Linked DNA regions of Rattus norvegicus: region 1 is linked to region 2. Evidence: chromatin contacts called from public Hi-C data. All regions are on one chromosome and are shown on one strand. Each heading gives the region's core, a stretch centred on a gene start, on an enhancer-like site or on the middle of the called end of the contact. The rest is flanking DNA. Distances are from core to core; before and after follow the strand shown.

The links. A called contact is a pair of places that touch in the nucleus more often than the background predicts.
Region 1: a Hi-C map of Schwann cells shows a contact between it and region 2, with 2.0 times the contacts expected there. The contact joins the promoter of Kiz here to the enhancer-like site in region 2. A contact is called at or near these places in 1 of 12 Hi-C or Micro-C datasets (Schwann cells) and 1 of 1 datasets of contacts at active chromatin or transcription factors (oligodendrocytes).

Annotation. Positions count from the first base shown.
Region 1 is chr3:154,728,631-154,732,755 of GRCr8, forward strand. It overlaps Kiz (kizuna centrosomal protein), which reads left to right and starts at 2,287. Exons shown (of 14, transcript NM_001398980.1): 1 at 2,287-2,450. The coding sequence starts at 2,329.
Region 2 is chr3:154,654,805-154,658,960 of GRCr8, forward strand. No RefSeq gene overlaps it. Among named protein-coding and RNA genes, the nearest start is that of Kiz, 74 kb to the right of the region's middle. Within about 2 kb of position 2,172, at least 10 of the 93 cell types and tissues checked have an H3K27ac peak or open chromatin away from gene starts, as enhancers often do. A contact at or near this core is called in Schwann cells, where this site is marked.

The sequences.
Region 1 (4,125 bases), core at 1,037-3,536, 74 kb after region 2:
AATGAATTTACAGAGCAACTAAAAGTCATATCAGTGCTAACCTTACAACTGGGCAAGAGGGTCCTGCACTAGATCTACATATCATAGGTCTGTTCTAGTTCCTTTCTAGTCACTTTATGTGATGAAGAAGGCCCCAGAGTGAAGTACATGCCCACAAGGGTTCACAAACACACATCTCCTAGAACACAGTCCATCGTACCCAGGCATTTCCTACTCAGAGGGTCCCAAATGCTCTCCAGGGACTTCAAATATCTCTTTCCTGGGCCATTCTTAGAAGGGATTGTCACTAGTATTTATTTTAGACCAAAAGGAGGCTGAGACAAACATGTGGATACAGATGGGATTTTGTGGAATGGAGAGAAGGCGGGGCACACATAGTCCTAGTGAGTGAGATGTCTCATCCTCCAACCCTCAACCTAGGGTGGGGAATCAGGGGGTGGATTAGAAAACAATCAGAGAACTAAATTCCACCCTGCATTTCCACATTCTTATAAAGGGATATTGGTCAAGACAGGAGCAGAGACCCTATTTTGCTTATAGCCCATTATGCTGATTTATGACAGTGTGTGTGTGTGTGTGTGTGTGTGTGTGTGTGTGTGTGTGTGTTTGAATGTGGATGCATGTGTGTTAGAGTGGACAAGTGGAGGTTAGAGGACAACTCTGGGGAATCAAATCAAACTCGGACTGTCATATCTGCAAAGAAAGCATCTTTCATTTGCCGAGCCATCTCCTGGTCCACATTTTTTTCTTTTTAAAAAAGACAGGGTCTATCGGGCCTGTCTGGAATTAGACACCCTCCTGCGTCACCCACTGAGTCCTGAGATTTCGTGGATATATTGTACTTTTCAACATTTAGGCAGTCAGTATGAGGAAGAAAGGATAAGTAAAATCATCATCTTGGGTTGCTGACCTTTGAGCATTTCATTGAATTCCCTAATAACAAATATGGTATTGTCAGTCAGAGAGCAAAGGACTCTCACAGTGTATATAGTGAGCGTGCTATGTCATGATATAAGACACGGACATATGCTGCCAGAAGCAGCTTGGATTCATTATGCCTTGATTTTCAATTGAGTTTTGGTAATTACACATTCAGGAATGGTTTACTGTTGCTGAACTTTTTGACATACAGCTCCCCGTCCCCACCCCATTCCGATACAGTACAATCCCCATGGAGTTCTGACTCACTATTAAAGAAGCTTTGGTTTAAGTGATGCTTTGCGTGAAAATAAAACTACTGACTTGAGAAAAGAAACTTAAAAAAAAAGAGTCTAGAATAAGACACCACAGTGACTAAAAGTATGTGTGTACAACATATTTTTTTTTAAATGTTTTCCTCTTCCAAGTGGGTTTTAGAATACAGTTGTCGTTCTTCAGGAAGCTTTTTGCCATGTTGATGAAGGCAAGAATAAAAACTGATACTATGTTCTGTGCCTTTATAACCACTAGTTCCTCTGAAATGATCTAAGTTTAAGTTAGTCTTGCTGTACTAGCCTATCCAGTTCACTCTGAGGCACCTAGGCTTTTGTATGGTCACATAGCTGAGCTGTGGGACATCGGGTCTATGCCAATGCAGTCTGGGTGGGGGCCTTGTTGGAAAATAGACTGCAGAAGTAAATGGTTTGATTCACAAGTCTTTCTCCCTTGAAAAGGCTGGCATTGAAAACCATTCCAGTGTGGGATGGCATATATCTGTTGAGAATTTGGGTTTTTGTTTGTTTGGTTTGATTCTTGTTTTGTCTTTTGGGTTTTGGTTTTTTGAGACTAGGTTTCTCTGTGAAGTCTTGGTTGTCCTGGAACTCACTCTGTAAATCAAACTGGCCTCGGTACTCAGAGATCCTACTGCCTCTGCCCTTAAGTGCTGAGATTAAGGGCCTGTGCCACCAAGGACCTGACCGGCATATTTGAGGTTCTTAAGTTTTGTTTTCTTCTAGCTTTTTGTTTTGCTTTTAAGTGTTGGTATCAAAACAACTTTGTCACAGGGTCTCTCACTGCAAATTCTAGGAAGAAATTGCATCTGATAAAATGAATGCAGTTAGGACAGATTCTGTAGCTGAAGCAGGGAAGAGAAACAAATCTGTAACAGAGAAGAAAGTGACACAGCTCTCTTGTCTTCCCATCCCTAAGTAGAGGAAACCACCAGGGATGCTGTCACCCAGCCGGGCCCTCTGCCTTCGCCCCTCCCTGACCCGCACCGCAGCTAGCTCCGCCTTCTCGGAGCCCCGCCTCCGCCCCGCCCTCTTCAGGCGGCAAGGCTCCTTGTTTACCCGCGGTGCATGTTGGGGCGGTCTCCGTAGGCAACGCTGGCCTTCCAGCTGCCCTGTGGCAATGCCGCGAAGGCGCGGTGGTGGCGGTGGTGGCCTACGCCAGGCGCCCGCTGCATTCGTGCCCTTGGCGAGCCCCAGCTACTACGAAAGGGTGGGCCAGCTCCAGCAGGCTCTGCGGGACAGGTATGGCCGCGGGACGGGGCAGGGAGTCAGCGGCGCCACTGAGAGCATAAAGGGACCACGTCCAACCATTTCCCGCCAGTAGTTCACTAGGCTCGGGATTCACCTATGACCCCCAACTAGCTCCAGATGGGGTTGGGAGCACAAGTTTACCACAGATACCCCTTTTTTGATTAGGCGCAGAGCGGCTATAATTCCTCATGGCAACTAAAACCAGGTCCCTCAGCTTGTGGATGCGGCCGGAAGTGATAGTGGGAGTTCTTTTGCCTGCCAGTCTTGATCAAGCCTTGTGAATTTCTCTAGTCTGCTCTCTAGTCCTACACGCCCACGCGCCCCTCCCCCTCTTCAAATTGTCATCCTACTTTGACAGCCGCACTGCATCAAAGATGACAGGTCCAGGAACGCAGGCTGGAAGGGTGTGTGTGTATGTATACACGTGCGCGCGCTCTGTAGTCTTTCGGAGGTGTCTGGGGCTGCCTAAATTTCTAGTAAAGGGACGAATTTTTCAACGAGTTCAGCTTCGAGGGTTGGAACTGCCTTTGATTAAGACATGAAAGATGAGAACCATTGGAAACAGCTAGATCTAAGAATGCATAAATAGGAAAAAAGTATAAAGCAATTGACTCTAAATAACACATGGAAAGATAAGTTGTTGGAACACTTATTTAGCTGCCAAATTAATTGGACTTAGAAATCTCATTAGTTGACAAGAAAGGAAATAGATTTTTGGATCTCTTGATAAACAAAACATTTAATGAGTGTTAAAGTTACAGAATCATTCAGATGAAACAGGAGGGCTGTAACAATTCTAAGATGATAACAGTAATCGCAGGTGAGGTAAAGTAAATGATTTTACAAAGGAATTTCATCCTACACTAGACTTATTTTTTGTCAGTTATTTGTGAAGTATCTCCCACAGGCCTTCACTCTTCTTTCCATGTTTTATCTTCTTTCTACATCCTGTTTTCTTTCTGACACGGTTCTGCTCGCCTACTCTAGGGATCTCTTAATCTCTCACTTAAGAAAAAAACTAACCAACCAGTTATGCATATGCCCGTGGTGGTCTATGCTGAAGAGGCAGAGATAGGAGGACCACAGGTTCAAGGCCAGCCTGGGATACAGGAGTTCCAGTCAGCCAGCCAGGGCAGCATAGTGAGGCCTTATCTCCAACCCCCGCCCCCCCCAAAAAAAAACCCAACACACACACACACACATACATTGTGTGTATATATATATATATATGTGTGTGTGTGTGTGTGTACATATATATTATATATTATATATATATAATCGTTTTCTGCAGAACTTTTCTTTTCTCAAAACTTCCTGTTTGCACCTTCAGTGTGCTTAATGAAATCTCAGGGATAATGCAGGAGACTGTGTGTGTGTGTGGTGTGTGTGTTTGTGTGTGTGTATGTGTGTGTGTGTGTGTGTGCAAGTGCGTACACATGTGTGGCTGCCTGCCTCCCTGTGTGTGTATGTGTGCACCTACAATGAGAATTTTAGGCAGGAAAAAAATCAACACATAGCATACCATTTGGCTGACTCATTGTGTAATACAGTGGTGGTGGAGGTATTTTATAAAATATTTGAATTTATGTGTGAAATCCAAGAGTCAATCAGCTAGTGTCCAGGTGTTACCGAATGCCTTATGTAGAATGCAGTGGCCTCATATTGT
Region 2 (4,156 bases), core at 922-3,421:
GAGCCTAGTGAAATTGTCTGTAACCAACATGGACCAGTCAACAGAGAGCTCATTATCATCATCTGTAACCCAGCCCCACACTCAGAGTTTGGTAGATAAAGGCAAATCCAGACAGGACTCTAGTTCAGCTTCCACCAGTTAGTCTCCCAAGTGGACAACTTCAATATGCACCCAGGAGCACTTCAGAAATTGTCCTGCTGGGACCATCCTGGCTGTCAACAAAGGACAAGAACTGATTTTAAATGAGAAAAGAAGTTATAGACAACCCCAAATATTGGGGTGGATGCCACTGGTTTGATTTATTTTATTTTATTTTTGATTTAGAGATAGGGTCTTTTGTATCTAAGACTAGCCTTAAATTGACTAAGTAGCCAAGGATGACCTTGAACCTCTGATCTTCCTTTCTGTCTCTACTTCTTGAGTGTCAGGATTGCATCCCACTTGGTCCATGTGGTACTAGAGAGTGAGCCCAGGTCTCCATGCATGCTAGGCAAGCAGTCCTCCAACAAACCTACATCCTGTCTATGCCTCTATGGCCTGCCTTGGGCATTTCCCTACCACAGCACAAGCTGCCTGACTTAGTATGTGTTTCCTCAAGGTAGAGCCTGAGGTGAGGGTTTGAGTTTAGATGACTTGCTTGGGAGCTGGCCCAGGAAGACTATAAGTGATGAAAACCAGTCAAGAGGGAACCAGCTTGCAACAGTGAATGGGTTATTGCCACGGTGCCCTGTAACTCCGTCCCTGTTGATCCTCCGAGAGCTTGTAAGAAACTCTTTCTGAGAAGCAAGGATCTTAGGATTGATGGCCATTTCTAGGGTTTTAATTTCATGGCATGTCTGCTCTGCCCCGTCTGAACACTGGTAACCTCAAACAGAGAGAAGCAAGTTTTCTAGGCAAGGGGACTGTCTCGGGCTAGGGTGAGTTAAGGGAGCATGGGCAAAGTCCTAGCAGCATCTGCCACATTCCTTAAACTCAGAATGAGGAGTTTTCTCATTCATGACAGGTCCACTGAGTAAACCATCCCTAATACAGCAGAGGAGGAGCCTGTGGAACCCTGGCCATGATTTACACACACACACACACACACACACACACACACACACACACACACACACACACACTGTCTCCTGGGAGGGAGGGGGATGGATGGAGAGAGTGGGAAAACAACGATGCAAAAAAAAAAATGCAAAAGACCTCAGCCTGCAGCAGAAAGACCAGGCCTGAATGAACTGCTTGTTCTCAAACAGAAGGAATTTTATTTGCATAGTTAATCCTCACGTGTTGCAACAGCCCAAAGATCACCCCCAGACGATTATTATTTGCACAGAGTGCTGCAGGCAGGGGAAATCTTCATGTACCCCTTTTCCTTTTAAATACCAGATCCTGTAGCCCCGCCAAGATATTTGAAAACAAATTGTAAGCTCCATCTGCCAGCTGGGGGCATGCTGAGACAAAGGAAAGAATTTTCCTGGCAGACCTCACAGGCCAGGAGACCCTTAATCCAGGCAGACAGACTTTAACACATTCTTTCCCTGTTCGGCAGACATTCCATCATCCCTGAAGGTCTTGCCTGTAGCCGTCAGTTTGTTCCGTTTAGATTCAGCTACAGTGTATATGTGATGGAGTCTCCTAATATCTTCCAAGGCTCAGCTCCAGGACCCTCTTGGATACCCAAATCCATATGTGCTGAATCCTTCAAATAAAATAGTAAAAACAGTGCAGTCATTGCACAGACCCTCTGAACATCCTCCAGTGTGTGGTAGGTCATCCGGAGGTTACGTGTAATTCCCAGTACAGTAGGAATGCCATTCAAATAGCTGTTGTACTGTATTGTTAAGGCACAATGACAAGAATAAAGTCTGCATGTGCTCAGAACAGACATTTTTAGAATCTTTTTTTTTTGAGTTGGTGGATACAGAGGGACAACTGTATCAGTCTAAGCCAGCAGAGGAAAAAAGCTCGACAGGGGTCCATGGTAATTCTAAACAAACAGGTGCTGAGGCTCCGGGAGGAGGGGCGAAGGAGCCCGCTCTGATTCCACTGAATGCTGTGTGCGGGATTTCTTCCAGAAGACAGGGAGAATTTAAGAAACAAGAGAGTGTCTGTGCCACAGAGTAACCCTTGGGGTTACAGCTCATTTTGAAAGAAGCCCTTTAGGAGGCAGACAACTTCTTGAGTCTCCATCAGTGACATCCACTCTGGTAGAAAGGATGCAACAGGCTGAATTGCAGCCTTCGGGACTCACAGGAGGAAAAGGCCTGGGCCTTCAGCTGCTGCTTTAATCACTTACTTAGAAACTGCAAAGTTATGAAGGGCAACCTCGCACAAGCAAACGAGCATCAAGTGAAATTAGCCAATTGTAGAGGATACTGTCGTTTTCTAAGGGCTAGAAAGTTATGTTTAGCCTACAAAGAAGTTTTAAAGGATGTTTCTACGAGACACAACAAAATACATACATATACACAGGCAGACAGACATAGGAAGTTATTACATAATCTTAGACAGACTTCTATGTTCACTAGCTGTCAGCCTGTACAATTAATTCAGTTCATTCACTCTGATTCAGTCATTCAATAAAGACCCACACGGCTGCTCTGTTAGATACTGCACCAAACACTAATGATAGAACTTTGCTAGAGGCAGTGGAGCAGGGCTCCTGCCCCTTTGAGGTCACTAATCATGGATACGAGTGGTTGGTATAATATTACAGATTGTGCATGGATTGCTCAAAAGAATGAATTTTCTATATATATATATGTATATATATATATGTATGTATATATATATGTATGTGTGTGTATATATATATATATATATATGTATATGTAGCTAAAAATCAGAATGATCTAAAACAAAGGTGCCAGGACAGCATTGTATGTGTCAATTTTGAAAACTATCTCTCCTCTCATACAGGCTTTTTTGGGTGAATAGGGCTTCTTTAGAATAAAACAGCAAGAGACGTCTTTGGCAGATCTGGGGCCAAGGTGTGCTGCTAAGAGATCCACCATATAACAGAACTGACCCAAGACGGTTGGTTATTGGGAGGAGTGGGGAGATTGAAGAGTGGAACATGAGAGAAAGACAGAGACAAAAGGAGACAGAGCCAGGCAAACAGAACAATCAGGAGACAGAGAGAGCAAACAAGACCTTTTAAAGGAGGCACATGTCACATAGGAGAACACACAACTTATAGCAGCAGTGGAATGTGCTGTACCTGGGGGTCCGTGGGTGATGATGTAAGCTGCAGTGGCCGAGTCGCTGAAAGGCATACTGGCAGAGTGCCAGATTTACAAAGGCACATGTCTGTAGTCTTCCCACTCGGGAGGCAGAAGCAGGAAGATCATGAGTCAGAGGCCACCATCAAGGGACAAACTCCCTCAAAAGAAAAAAGCAGAGGTAAGAACCCCTCACTCATCTGGTTATCTTCTGTCTACACAGATACACAGACATAACCATAAGCCCAAGTCTCCTACATGGTGGCCATCCAGTGAGCAAGAAAGAAAATATTAAGAGTCCTATTTGTAAGTTTTTAACAATGAAAAATCAGTTTAAGCCTCTGCCCTCAATGCATGGACTGTCGAAATAGCAAGTTGCATGTGGGCATATATACACAAAACACACACACACATACAAAACACATACACACACACACAAACACACATACACACATACACACACACACACACACACTCACTAATTTACAATTTTTCCCTTACTAATACAGCTTCGCTAATGGATGTTTTTACTGTTAAGAATAGTTTTAGTCTAAAACCCGCTTTTCTTTTGAAAGTTCCAGAGCATTAACCCGTTGCTCCTCTGATTCTAGCCTTCTGGTCTTATGTGCTTTTGACTCTCAGTCACCTTTATGAATCCACTCATAGCTCTCAGAACTTCCCAAAACGTGAAGAGAAAGACCACCTACCCAAATCAGCATGGCCAATTCATTAAAGCAAGCTTTTTTATTTGTGTACATGGGCTGCCTCTGCCTAAGACAGGATGCAAGAGGACAGTTTTGGACATGAGGAAGATAAGGTCTTTATAGCTCGGGGTAGTGGTTTCCAAATGGGGGATCTGGTCGCCATTTCTGAGAAGAGGCAGTACAGAACCACTGGTGGTTTAGGTTACAGGCATAGCCCAATCTTTGAGAAACAGAGGT